Regions from separate parts of the Mus musculus genome. Here region 2 is linked to region 1. The links are chromatin contacts, called in public HiChIP or PLAC-seq maps. All regions are on one chromosome and are shown on one strand. The core of a region is the stretch at or near the end of the contact, and the rest is flanking DNA. Distances in the headings are between cores, read along the strand shown.

The links. HiChIP or PLAC-seq counts read pairs in DNA pulled down with a chosen protein or histone mark.
Region 2: a BATF HiChIP or PLAC-seq map of CD8 T cells shows a contact between it and region 1, with 5 read pairs. The contact joins two enhancer-like sites. A contact is called at or near these places in 11 of 39 promoter capture datasets (cranial neural crest, embryonic stem cells, frontonasal cranial neural crest and 7 more), 3 of 115 datasets of contacts at active chromatin or transcription factors (CD8 T cells, bone marrow-derived macrophages and memory CD8 T cells) and 3 of 9 other capture datasets (adipose tissue, liver and pancreatic islet).

What each region holds. Positions count from the first base shown.
Region 1 is chr19:11,089,516-11,093,621 of GRCm38.p6, reverse strand. It overlaps the pseudogene Gm336. Among named protein-coding and RNA genes, the nearest start is that of Ms4a8a, 10 kb to the right of the region's middle. Within about 2 kb of position 1,326, at least 18 of the 459 cell types and tissues checked have an H3K27ac peak or open chromatin away from gene starts, as enhancers often do. A contact at or near this core is called in CD8 T cells, bone marrow-derived macrophages and macrophages, where this site is marked.
Region 2 is chr19:11,292,028-11,295,669 of GRCm38.p6, reverse strand. It overlaps 4930526L06Rik (RIKEN cDNA 4930526L06 gene), which reads right to left. Exons shown (of 3, transcript NR_045317.1): 2 at 2,858-3,030. Among named protein-coding and RNA genes, the nearest start is that of Ms4a5, 10 kb to the right of the region's middle. Within about 2 kb of position 2,334, at least 95 of the 459 cell types and tissues checked have an H3K27ac peak or open chromatin away from gene starts, as enhancers often do. A contact at or near this core is called in CD8 T cells, bone marrow-derived macrophages and macrophages, where this site is marked.

The DNA.
Region 1 (4,106 bases), core at 77-2,576:
ACCTCTCCTGAGGCTTCTCTCACCTCAAAGTTTCTGTCCCTTCAAGACAGTTAGCACCATTTCCAGGAAGTCAATAAAAAGAGAAAATCCCAACCTGAATCATAGCTGGTTCCTGAAACCCACATGACCTAAGGCCCAATTCTTACACTTCTTATTACTTCCCTCAGCACAAGGGATTGATGTCATTCATCTTTCTTAAAGGATGTTGCGCTATTTTATGGAGATATGCACATTACAGGAAATCTTCCCTTTAAAAAGGAAATGCACAAGAATATCAAGAAGAAAAATGTGTTTAATTTAAAAAAAAAGATCCTGCTAGACATTAAAGCATAATAAAGAATAATGAAAATATCATAGAAGTCACTCCTACATAGACAAGCAGGCCAGTTGTATAGAAGAAAAAAATTCACACAGAAATCGAGCTTTTAACTAAAGTGGCATTTCAGTGCACTGCAGTACAAATGAGTTGACAAAATTTCTAGAATATCCAAGTAGACTTTTGGAAAAGTATAAAATTATACTTAAACAGCTTATGCAATATTCAAGAATGAACTCATACAAGAAAATCAAGATGTAAAAATGAAAACTAGAGCTACAGATGTAGCTCAAGGAAAACACTTCCTCCAACATTTGTGAGGCCCTTGGTTTATTACCAGCACCACAGTTAAAAGGAAGAAGTAAAACAGCAAAATCACTAGAAAAAAACAAACATCAAGTTCCAGTTAATTGTGGGTTTCATGAAACACAGCTGAAGGAGACCAAGGAGAGACAAACTGGAAAAGAAGAAGTCCAAGTATTGCTATTTGCAGATTATATGATAATTTACATAAACAATCCCAAAAATTCTACCAGAAAACTCCTCCAGGTGATAAACATTTTCAGCAAAGTGGCTGGATACATAATTAACTCAAAAAAAAAAGTCAGTAGCCCTTCTACATGCAATCGACAAACAGAATAAAAAAAAGAAATCAAGGAAATAACAACCTTCACAATAGCCAAAAATAATATAAAATATCTTGAGGAAATTCTAACCAAACAAGTGAAAGACTTGTATGATTAAAAACTTCAAATTTTTGAAGGAAGAAATTGAAGAAGATCTCAGAAGATGAAAAGATCTGGCGCTCGCCCGCCGAGCCCAACCGCGCTCCCGCCTCCAGGTGCGGCGCGGGGTCCGCCCGCTCGACGCCGGGGACAGCGCCCCACGGGGACGAGCCGGCGCTGCGCTGCCGGGGCTCGCGGGCCGCGTGCGAGCGAGGCGAGTCCCCGGGGTGCGCTGGCCGCGGTCCGGTCCTGGATGCGAGAACGCAGCGCTTCGGGACGCGTGGAGTGCTCAGGCGGCTCTGGATTGTGTCGCTCGGATTGCGCGTCCCGCGAGTGGGCGTCGGAAGAGAAACCAAAGGCGGTTTGAGCACATGAACAGAAAATAACATTCTAAAGACTTTGTCAGAAGTGATAGGGAGGAAAAAAACCCATAAGAAGTACTTCCTTGTGTGTGTGTCTCATGGTGCAGCTTTTAACACTCACATAGTAATGAAGCCACCATTATGTCCTCAGTCAGCGAAGTAAATGCGGACATCAGAGATTTCCTGATGAGCATCAATTTGGAGCAGTACCTCTTACATTTCCGTGAATTCGGTTTTTATACCGTGAGGGACTGCACGTCGATAAATGACAGCGTACTCCATCAGATTGGAATATCACCTACTGGACACCGTAGGAGGATACTGAAACAGTTACAAATGATCTTTTCAAAAATGCAAGACTTCCCCATATATGCAAATGTGCATAAGGCAAAGAACGGCAGCACCACAAAAGAGCAACAACACAGTGATCCATCTTCCAGCAGCCACACCGGCATAGAGTGTTCCGATTCCGTTACTGTCCATAGACCTGGCCCGGCACCATCAGAGATGGTTACAACCAGTACCCTTAGTGAAGGAAACTGTCAGTCTCCGAAATCACATGATAAGCTATGTCTTTCTTCACATGACCTGCCCTGTCCAGAAGAAGAACTACACCAGAACGTGGATTCTTCGAAAGATTCTTTATTTGGTGGTGTAAATGTCAAAATAGATCCTTTGATTACCAAGAGGGCTGTGGAGTACACAGCTGGAGAAGAACACACAGAAAAAGGCAATTTGACCTCAGAAGATTACAGCAAGGCACTTAGTACAAACACTGAATGTCTTCCCTCTGGGGACTGTCCAACATCAGGCACACATTCTGGAAACGGGACGAATGGCGTATTAGAAAGCTTCCCGCCAACCCCGTTCTTTCAGTTTCAGGGCGAGATGGTTGTGAATGAACTGTACGTTCCGTCCTCACCAGTCCACGGCCCCATGAGAAGCCGGAGCAAGTTGGTTTCCAGACCTTCTCGATCATTTCTACTGAGACATCGCTCTGTACCAGAGATCCCAGGGTCAACAAAATCAATCCCAGGGAGCTATTTCCGTGACAGAAGAAGTAATACTACCTCAGCTGGAAAGTCTTTGACACTGAAAAATTCAAATGAGGATAATTCAACTTCCATCTTTCCTTATGGAGAGACATTTCTCTTCCAGAGACTAGAAAGTTCCAAGAAGCGATCTATAAAGAATGAGTTTTGGCCGCATGAGAACACAGTTAAAGAGGAAGCAGCCACTACAAGAAACTCTATCCTAACCCAGTCAAGCATATATGATAACAGGAAGGAAAAAGTGAGTGAAGACAAAGTCGAAGACATTTGGATACCCCGCGAGGATAAAAATAACCTTGCACAGGATTCGGCCTCTGAGTCAGAATACTCCACAGTAGAGGAATGCTTCCAGAGTTTAAGAAGAAAAAATTCCAAAGCGTCCAAGTCTAGGACTCAAAAAGCCTTCTACTTGGACCCCTTCAATAGGCACAGTTATCCTTTAAGCTCCATGAGTGGAAATACTGAACCGTCATCAACCATCTCAAATGCCATCTCTCCCTATGCCTGCTTCTATGGATCTTCAGCAGCCAAGGAGAAATGTGGATGGCTGGACAAACTCTCTCCTCAAGGGTATGGACAGATGCATTTTGTTTACTAAGTAGCCATTTTGATAGAGTAAAGATTGTTCTTTACTAAATCTGCCAGTGTTCTGTACCCTCTGCAATCCCCAAGATACTTTTTTTTTAGAATTAATTTTTTATTGGGTATTTTCCTCATTTACATTTCCAATGCTATCCAAAAAGTCCCCAATACACCCCCCCCCACTCCCCTACCCACCCACTCCCACTTTTTGGCCCTGGCGTTCCCCTGTACTGGGGCATATAGAGTTTGCAAGTCCATTGGACCTCTCTTTCCAGTGATGGCCGATTAGGCCATCTTTTGATACATATGCAGCTAGAGTCAAGAGCTCTGGGGGTACTGGTTAGTTCATATTGTTGTTCCACCTATAGAGTTGCAGATTCCCTTTAGCTCCTTGGGTACTTTCTCTAGCTCCTCCATTGGGGGCCCTGTGATCCATCCAATAGCTGACTGTGAGCATCCACTTCTGTGTTTGCTAGGCCCCGGCATTGTCTCACAAGAGACAGCTATATCTGGGTCCTTTCAGCAAAATCTTGCTAGTGTGTGCAATGGTGTCAGTGTTTGGAGGCTGATTATGGGATGGATCCCCGGATATGGCAGTCTCTAGATGGTCCATCCTTTCGTTTCAGCTCCAAACTGTGTCTCTGTAACTCTTTCCATGGTTGTTTTGTTCCCAATTCTAAGAAGGGGCACAGTTCCACACTTTGGTCTTCGTTCTTCTTGAGTTTCATGCATACGTTTAACAAATTGTATCTTATATCTTGGGTATCCTAAGTTTCTGGGCTAATATCCACTTATCAGTGAGTACATATTGTGTGAGTTCCTTTGTGATTGTGTTATTTCACTCAGGATGATGCCCTCCAGGTCCATCCATTTGCCTAGGAATTTCATAAATTCATTCCTTTTAATAGCTGAGTAGTACTCCATTGTGTGAATGTACCACATTTTCTGTATCCATTCCTCTGTTGAGGGGCATCTGGGTTCTTTCCAGCTTCTGGCTATTATAAATAAGGCTGCTATGAACGTAGTGGAGCATGTGTCCTTCTTATCGGTTGGAACATCTTCTGGATAT
Region 2 (3,642 bases), core at 1,085-3,584, 200 kb before region 1:
CAAAACTTGGAGCTGTGATGAAAGGATGGACCATCTAGTGATTGCCATATCCGGGGATCCATCCCATAATCAGCTTCCAAACAGTGACACCATTGTATACACTAGGAAGATTTTGCTGTAAGGACCCACATATAGCTGTCTCTTGTGAGACTATGCTGGGGCCTAGCAAACACAGAAGTGGATGCTCACAGTCAGCTATTGGATTGATCACAGGGCCCCCAATAGAGGAGCTAGAGAAAGTACCCAAGGAGCTAAAGGGATCTGCAACCCTATAGGTGGAACAACATTATGAACTAACCAGTACCCTGGAGCTCTTGACTCTAGCTGCATATGTATCAAAAGATGGCCTAGTCGGCCATCACTGGAAAGAGAGGCCCATTGGACATGCAAACTTTATATGGCCCAGTACAGGGTAACGCCAGGGCCAAAAAGGGGGAGTGGGTGGGTCTGGGAGTGGGGGTGGAGGTGGGTATGGAGGACTTTTGGGATAGCATTGGAAATGTAAATGGGGAAAATACCTAATAAAATTTTTTTAAAAAATTAACAGGTGTAACGGCAAAGAGTAATCTATATAAGTGACAGTTGCTTTTCAATAGCTTTTTCCACTTGTTGTACGGCCAGCAATCCTTCTGAGGTTAGTGCTTTAGGGGAGGTAGGATCAGAACTCCCTTTAAGACTATCAAATAAAGGTTTCAACTCTTATGTAGTGATCTTTAAATAGGGGTGAAGCCAATTAATATCACCAAACAATTTTTGAAAATCATTCAAAGTCCTTACGTTGTCTCTGCGAATAACTATCTTCTGGGGAAAAACAGCTTGATCAGTAAGTCTAAAGCCCAAATAATTATAAAGATCCTAAGTTTGTATATTTTCAGTAGCTATCTATAATCCTTTTTCAGCTAAAGCTTTTTGTAAATCTCTATAACAGAAAAGCAAATCCTGGGAGTCTTTTCCAGGCAACCCAGGACAATATTTTAACTGTCCACAAACAGTCTTTTTAAAGGAACAGTATTTTTTTCTTATGAATAGCATAAGCAATTGCAAGCTTGAGAATTAATAGCATTTGAGGGATGAACAATTTTAAGCAATTGAAAGCTCTGAGATATATATATTAATAAAGATACAAATTAAGCTTGATTATTCAACATTTTAAAATACCATCTACAACACACAATTTAATTATCTTTGTTGAAGCAGGGGGAAGCTCAAAAGAAAAAGCATGTGATCCAATTCACATATACTTTTCTCCCATAAGAGGGCTGTTTTTAAACACAGTAATTGGGATGCATGCATGCATGAATTTATAGAAGATACAAAAGCACGCATAAAAACAATTTATTAACTTATCTATTATTATTTAAAATGATGGTATGCAATAAATCAAATATTAATATTCTGTAATAACCAAATTAATTGCTGTTTAGAACAAGGAACAGACACAGGTTTTTAAGACACAATTTTTGTTATAGTTATTCTAAAAATCTATGAATTTATCTTACAATTCTTTGTTAGCACCATGGCGGCCTTAATAGGATGCTGAAACTTTACTTTGAGATGAAGAAGGATGATTTTACAACAATGTTTTTTCTAGCCAAGGAATTGCTGTGGGCACATTTAACAACCAATAACTAAAATAAGCAGCTAATATTTAATTACCATTGATTATAATTGATAACAACTATAAAAGCTTCCTTTAATTTCTGCAAGGCCTCTTGTTCTTTGCCAGTTAATTTGTGTCTCACTTAATAGCACCTGACAAAGGCTTAAGTTCTCCTGTGGTGAGTTTAAGGTGAGGTCTTAGCCAATTAACATCTCCTGAAATGCCACACAAACCTCCCTGAGGCTGCTCAGAGCTGAGCTCCGCAGCTACCCAAGCACAAACTTTTCTCAATCTGAACACTCTGCCAGAGTCCTGGCCCAAAGATTATCCTATTTCGAAGGATCCTTAAAGACCTGTTTTCCTGGGTTCGCTCCTGCCACATGTTGTTTAGAATGACTCTAACTCTGAGTTACCAATTTTAAGCTAACTTTCTGTTACAGGCAAAAGGCTGCCTGCCCCTTTAAGAGCTGCATTTGCAATCAGCTCCCAGTAGGGCTTTTCCAGTTACACTAGCACTTTTCTAAATTTTCACATAGCTCTAAACACATACACAGAACACACAAAACAGAAACCAACAGATCCAGACACATGCAACCCTTTCTCATCTTCCACGAGCAGGCAAAAGAATTAGAAGGGTAAGCTTCCATTTCATAAACAAAACTTGGTTCATCTGACCGATCTCCGGAGATTGCCAGACGTCTCTGGCTCTCCCTACTCCCCAGGGCGTCCCCTGGTGAGGTAGTGGTCTTCCTAGCACATCTGCTGACCACAGTCCTCCGGTGCTTACAGCCCAAAGGGACACTGCAATTACCAAGTGCGCATTTCAGAAAACCCCATCATCTATAAACACCAGAGAAACCAAACTCAGGCGGATCTAAACTCAGACTGCGCCATGTTTTCAGAGACATGGGACGAAACACAGACAACAAACCAACACAACGAGCACATGTTCGTTTCCGGTAGCATAAGACAGACACTCAGAACAAAGACACTGGCCAGCATGCACACAAGAGGGGATTCCCCGATTTTTCTGTCTGTCCTTGGGAGAGTTTCAAAATCTACTTTCCTGATGCAGTTTCCAACTGCGGCCATCCGCCTGATTATAAAATCTCTTTTATTAAACCCTTTTATTTCTCTCGCCTAAAAAAAAAAAGGCAGCTTCTGGAAGTTGAGTTCCTAGTTCCCGATAACTCACTGCTGAACCTAAGTGAATCCAGCATGCGGGTTTAGTACTGATCCAGCTTAGCCTGTACCAACCTTTTCCAGGAACGAATTTTCTTTAATTCTTTTCTTCTTCCGTGGAGCTACAAACCAGCAGTGCTTCTTCCAAATGTCCTCTGCCATTCCCAGGTTCTGCATTGGTTCACCAAATTGTTGGGGCTGGCCTGCGGCTCTCATGTCTGGGTTCGAGTCCGGAAGGCATCTTGGAACTGGAAGAGAAGGGGGAGCCTAGATGGGTTGAGAAATAATGGAACCAAGACAACTAGTTTGCTCAAGGTTCAAATTTTAATTAACACTTTATAAAGGAGAGGAGAAAACCCATTCCCACCAAATCATCCTTGGAGCCCAGCTGCAGGTGACCACATGTAGGCTCCGGAACAGCTAGGCTGACTCCCAGCAGGTAGCGGCAGCAGCAATGGCAGAAAAATAGAGTGATCCAAGGAGGAAGGCTCCAACCTAGATAATCTCCTTAGTGGCAGCAAGGTCAACTTCTGGCTCAGCCTGCTTCAGGCTTGTGGGAGGCTGAAGAGAAAAGGCTCGGGTACTTTGAAGCAGTCTAGCAAGTCTCCTGAGCCACATTTTCTGCCATAAATTGTGGTCTGCAGTCAATTAAGTCCAATAAAAGTACAGAAACAGCAAGAATGGGTAGAAATATGCCTTGACTCTGAAGAAAGAAATGGAAAAAGATCTCAGAAGATGGAAAGATCTCCCATGCTCATGGATTGGCAGGATTAATATAGTAAAAATGGCTATCTTGCCAAACTCAATCTACAGATTCAATGCAAACCCCAATCAAAATTCCAACTCAATTCTTCACTGAG